Regions from separate parts of the Zea mays genome. Here region 2 is linked to region 1. Evidence: chromatin contacts called from public Hi-C data. All regions are on one chromosome and are shown on one strand. The core of a region is the stretch at or near the end of the contact, and the rest is flanking DNA. Distances in the headings are between cores, read along the strand shown.

Region 1 (2,814 bases), core at 227-2,726:
TTGTCCCTACAGACCAACATAAGTCTTTTGTGCGCACTTTGTCCTCACTCATGCACACCCGAGAAAACTTCTCATTCGGACACTCATCCCAAATTGCTCTAAACCAAGCACGCTTAACTTGGTGGTTTTTTCGAGATAGGCTTCCGAAAAAGAAAATGCACCTTGTTGATATGAGTACTCTACTAATTCTATTAAGCCTTTAGACAGAATATCACCATCCCCAAGGCCAGGATATCACATTTGCTGCGAAGAAGACGACCATCTGTGCCATCGCGGACGATTTAGGATGGCTACAAGGAAGATTTCTCCCTCACTAGGTCAACAAGATAGGCCTAAAAAATTAGTAGGGCAGAGATAGGGAAGAAACTATGTCCGTAAAGTTTTGTTGGGGATCGGATAAAAAACTCTAATGTGTATTTGTGTAATTTATGATTTGAGAGAGTATATTATTATTATTATTATTAAGTTAAAGTAATTGTGACTTGTGAGTTTTGATTTGTATTATAAGGTTGTTACTTGTTTTAGATTTATTTTTGTCTTGTGTCTTTCATAATTTATATATTTATAATTGTTATCTTGTCGTGAATATTTTTTATTATAGTATTTTCTAAGAGGCCCCGAAATAGGGAACAAGGATCCACGAGGGTGGAGATGGAGATAAGTTTGTGCTCGTTAAGTTAAACGAGGTAGAGACAGAATAAATTTTGGGGAACGAGACGATCTCTTCTGCCCTGTTGCCATCCCTTGTGTTTGGTTGTAGGCTAGTTGAAGGTAGTCGTAGATTGCTACGTTCTCCGACGTCAACTCTCGTCCGTCCAATTTTAACAAACACGTGTGGATATTGGAATAATAATGTTCCAACTATTGACTTACATAGATCGTGCAACCACAAACACACCCCATCCCTGTTTTGGAAAGAGTACCCAATGATATGTTTTACCCTTATCAATCATCGATGAGCCTTCTCAGTTCCTTTCATCGGCTTTACAACAAAAAAAAAATGACACCACGTTTACGTAAAGTTTATTGGAGCCAGCCGACTCGGCGGCCAATCTACAGCTGACCGGATTAACAATAACAGTCGCTTGTTTCTCAAGCAAGCAAGCACGATCTCGGCAAATCCCACGGACAGAGGACCTTTCGAGAGATCTCCCAAAATCATGTGTAAACCCAGGAAAAAGTAGCAAGAACTCGGTACACGCACACGGAACGCAACCAGCGGGCAGCCTAGCGCAAGAGATAAACGAACCCCGCGTCCGCGTGCATCACGACTGACGTGTAGCGCACCCGAGCCACGAGGGCGTGCGCGTTTCTCCCAAATTCCCCAGCCCAAGCTAAAAAACAGAGCAGACGCCAGACGCCAGACGCCCCAGACGCCAGACGCCAGACGGGCGCCGCGAGTCAGAGCCCTTCTAGAAGGTCGCCTCGCTACCCGGTTCCCCTATATAAACGCCGTTCCCATCTCGCTAACCGACTAGCAGTTGTTCCCCTTTTCCCTCCCCACGCCGAACGCACCCGATCGCAAACAAAGCGAGCAGCAGAAACATGCGAGACATGCCGGTTGTCCGCCGCCAGGAACCCACCGTCGTCAGGACGGAGGACGACGTGGTTTCCGGCGGTGAGGACTCGGACGGCGAGTTCGAGTTCCCCTCCGTGAGCCGGGAGTCCGCGGCGGGCGTTGGCGGCGCCGCGTCTGCCGACGAGCTCTTCGCGGGCGGCCACGCCCGGGCGTTCTACCCGGTGTTTGGCCGAGTGCTGGACGAGGCCGCAGCGCCGGCACCGAGGGCGCCACTAGGGCGGCTGTTCCAGCTGGAGCAGGCGCGGACCTCGTCCGTCGCGTCCACGTCCTCCTCCTCCTCATCATCATCGGCGTCGACGGCGGCGGGCACGGGCGCGGACCTCGACGGCGTCGGCGCGTCGCCGGACAGCTACTGCGTCTGGACGCCCGGGTCGTCGCCGGCGTCCTCGCCCTCGCGGCCGCCGCGGAAGAGCGGGTCCACGGGCTCCATCGCGCGGTGGCGCCGCATCGGTGAGCTCGTCGTCGGCCGCAGCCGCAGCGACGGCAAGGACAAGTTCCTCTTCCTCTCGGCGCCGCCGTCCCCGGCCAGGGACAGGGAGCACGCCCCCGCCTCCAAGGCCAAGGCCAAGCTGCCGCCCAAAGGAAGCAAAGCCGCCGCAACCGAGCTAGACACGGTCTCCGCGGGCCGCCGGTTGTCATATGGCGGCGGCGGCGCCAAGGCCTCCACCGGCGGCCGGCGCACGTTCCTGCCGTACCGGCAGGACCTCGTGGGGCTGTTCGCCAGCGTGCACGGGCTCAGCAGGAGCCCACACCCGTTGTGAGCCGGTGAGCCACGACCACGACGCGCCGTGGAGGACCCGTTCCAAACAGTGAGACTTCAGGTTTGAAATCGGGATTTGAAATTTCAGACATTTGACTTGGAGATCTCCTGCGAGCCGAGTCAAAAAGACAAGGTGTGAAGTCAGAGAAAGCAGGGGAAATGTGAGCCTTCCTTTCAGGATTCGGCTCGGAATCGTGCTCTGCAGTCGGTGGCTAACCACCTGCCATGCGATTTGTGTAGGCGGGTACACATATACTACGACAAATTGGACAAGAAGTTTACATGTGATTGTTCGTATATGTTGGTATATATGTAGCTGTGTACATACTGTACATTGTATAGTATTGCAATTTAGGTATACAGGAGTAGGTGTTTGCGAGGAATTCAGAATTCCTCGTTTGCATTCTACAGTTTCGTTTATCTGCGTGTTGTCGCATCTCTAATGTCTAATCTAACTAATTGCTTTTCTGCCTAA
Region 2 (2,814 bases), core at 218-2,717, 170 kb before region 1:
ATGTTTTTTGTGATCACGTAAGTCTTTTAGGCTATATCCACTTCTTATTCATAGTTCTGATTTATTTATGCCATAAGAGTCGCTTTGTATATTCTCTGTACTTATTAATGACATAAATTTTTTAGGTCAATATTATTCCTAATTTGAAAGCAATTGTCTTGTCCCAGGTGATTGATTATTACTCTAAGAAGGGCTTGGTGGTAAATCTGCCTGCGGAGAAACCACCAAAGGAAGTGACTGCTGAGGTGCTGAAAGCCCTCTCATGATGAAATGCCCCTTTTTCTGAGTTTATTCAGGTTAAGCATGATATGTACCGAAATCCCTTTGTCTGGGTTTCTTCACACCAGCATCATGCAGTTTCCTTTTTGTGCGATTACACCATTTTATCATAGCTTTGACAAGCTCGGTAACTGTCTGAATAATCTGTTTTGAATGAGAGAAGTTGTTTTTCAGTACCAATACTGAGATGATTACATCAATTCACGTTTGGGAAATTTTCCTTACTAAACTTGTTCCAGTTCTTACATCAATGCTATGTTACTGGCTATGGTAATAATCAATTAATCAGCAAAAACCCTGATATTCTGATCGCCCAGCACCTTCGTCTGTTGAGTGGTATTGATATGCCACGAGGTAAAAAAAGAACGCTTTTCATGGGCTGGGCTTGGACGGACGGACCAATGCACGACCCATGTGAAAAATAATTAATAAAATATTTAATCAATTAGATGTGCTGCTTTAAGATCCGTGCACTTTTTTTTTAAAAAAAAGAGTATTGGATCAGTTCGCCCTACTTATTTGTATTCGCTTGCCAAATTGTCCATGTTCTTAGAGCCCCTTTGACAGGGCTTCTTAGCACTAGCTTCACGTTTTTTCTCATAAGTCGTAGGAAATAGCTTTTACTAAAAAGCACTTCTCTCCCTTTATTGAATGCTGAAGCCAAAATAATTGGCTCGCCCTGCTTTGGCTCACGTTACTTTTGCAAATATCGCCTCCCACAAAATCAATCAAGATCTCAAACGTTATTCTCTTTCTTCTTTTTTTCTCTCGAGAAATTTACTATTTTGACACTCTCAGTTTTGACTTTCTGTTATTATATCATCATGTCTATAACGGATGAAACTATATGATTTATGTGTCTGATGATATATTGAGGAAACCCATAAATAATTTCTATATTACAAAGCCGGTTCAAACCGTGGCAGCTAAGGCTATCCATGTCATCGGAATTTCTCCTATACGCTTGATCACGAATCAATGTCTCACGTGTGTCCCCCTGCTACTTCTGCCTTTAGAAACTTCCAACAGACGCATCAAAGCTCTCCACGTAAATATCTTTTTTTTCTGGCATTTCGATCCCAAAACTGACGGCATCGCCGTCGCGGAGCGACCCGGTCTCCATTGTACATGACGCTTCCAGATGACTCCTCTGCTCTGCCTCAAACGACGTCGCGCCACCAGGTGCCCCCCTGGCGGCCTTCTCCCAGACCATGGGTGACGATGTCGTGGGGAGCTGCGCCATCACAAAGAGGCACGGCTCCACACTGCCAAGATCCTCAGCCCCCTTCCCCTGCTCCCCCGCAAATGATGTCGTGCCGTCAGGTGAGCCCGCCCTCCCTCCCCTCTCTCTCCCTGGCACACGGCCATGGCAACCTTCTCCCGGACCACGGGCGACGACGCCGTGGGGAACTGTGCCATCGCGAAGAGGCTTGCGCGGCCGAGCACCGCCAGCACGCTCCGCTCCTCCCTGCGCAGTGTGTTATCATCTATCGATGCCTAGATTTGGGAGGTTTCTGTGCGTGCACATCAAGATTCCAACTGACGCGTCTTGTTTTTTTCCTGGATTCTGCTGGGCAACTGACCGCGTTGGCTACAATTAGTAGTATCCGATCCCTTCTTTAGTATTATAATATAGAAATTTTGCAATATGACCATTGAGATGAACCAAAGGTTGGCGATTCTAAACACAGCCTGTGAAATTTTCTACATGTTGCTTGCTATAATTATTGTTTGCAAATTCACTTTCAGGATATATTCACAGAGTTGGTCGTACCGCACATGTTGAGGAAGGCAAATGAAGTGCATTGCTGTTCTTACTACCAGTTTCTTGACCGGCCACTGCCCCTATACTAAATTAAGAGAAATCACACATTTATTGGTTGTTTGCAGGTGACCAATGTTACTCTAACAGAATACGAGTTTAATCAGAAGAATGTGCCACATTTGTAATTGTAAGTACCCCTTTCAATATACCTGAATTATCCTAGCCCCCTTTTGTCATATATTGTCATATATATTCAATTTGAGCCACTAAACAGGAAAACATTGTTGGTGATTACTTCCCGCCGAAGAAGCCTACAGATTCTACGTTTTGGCATACAACTTTCACGCTAAGAAAGACATCTTTTATATCCATCAACTTCAACTTGATCTACAGGTAAATGTCTTGCAAAGTTTACATTAACTGCACATCTAATATTACCTAAAAGTTCAGCTTATTCCTTACTGCCAACCTAGCGGATAACACAAATATTACTTAAATGCTGAAATTTTATATATTCTGTTTTGCATCACTAATATATATATATATATATATATATATATATATATATTCTGTCTTGCAGCAATGTAAGGAGAATGAGCATGAGCTAATTGGTCACTATCACTCAGTTTAAAACAACTTAGTGACCTCTATTTGCATATGGATCGACAGGTTGTCGATACTAAGCATAATAGCTAAACGTGAAAAACTTTTTCAGACTATTTGTGTTGTAATCAAATGACATCTTCGGAACCTTGGCGACGCTTCGAAGA

What was found. Hi-C and Micro-C count contacts between places; a contact is called where the count stands out from the background.
Region 2: a Hi-C map of endosperm shows a contact between it and region 1, with 2.1 times the contacts expected there. The contact joins the enhancer-like site here to the promoter of LOC100276388 in region 1. A contact is called at or near these places in 3 of 25 Hi-C or Micro-C datasets (endosperm, leaf and tassel).

What each region holds. Positions count from the first base shown.
Region 1 is chr3:220,999,320-221,002,133 of Zm-B73-REFERENCE-NAM-5.0, reverse strand. LOC100276388 reads left to right here and starts at 1,476. Exons shown (of 1, transcript NM_001150193.2): 1 at 1,476-2,814. The coding sequence starts at 1,546. The coding sequence ends at 2,340.
Region 2 is chr3:221,169,819-221,172,632 of Zm-B73-REFERENCE-NAM-5.0, reverse strand. LOC100502254 reads left to right here. Exons shown (of 6, transcript NM_001366996.1): 6 at 168-502. The coding sequence ends at 266. Among protein-coding and RNA genes, the nearest start is that of LOC100502254, 10 kb to the left of the region's middle. Within about 2 kb of position 1,467, at least 6 of the 20 cell types and tissues checked have an H3K27ac peak or open chromatin away from gene starts, as enhancers often do. A contact at or near this core is called in endosperm and tassel, where this site is marked.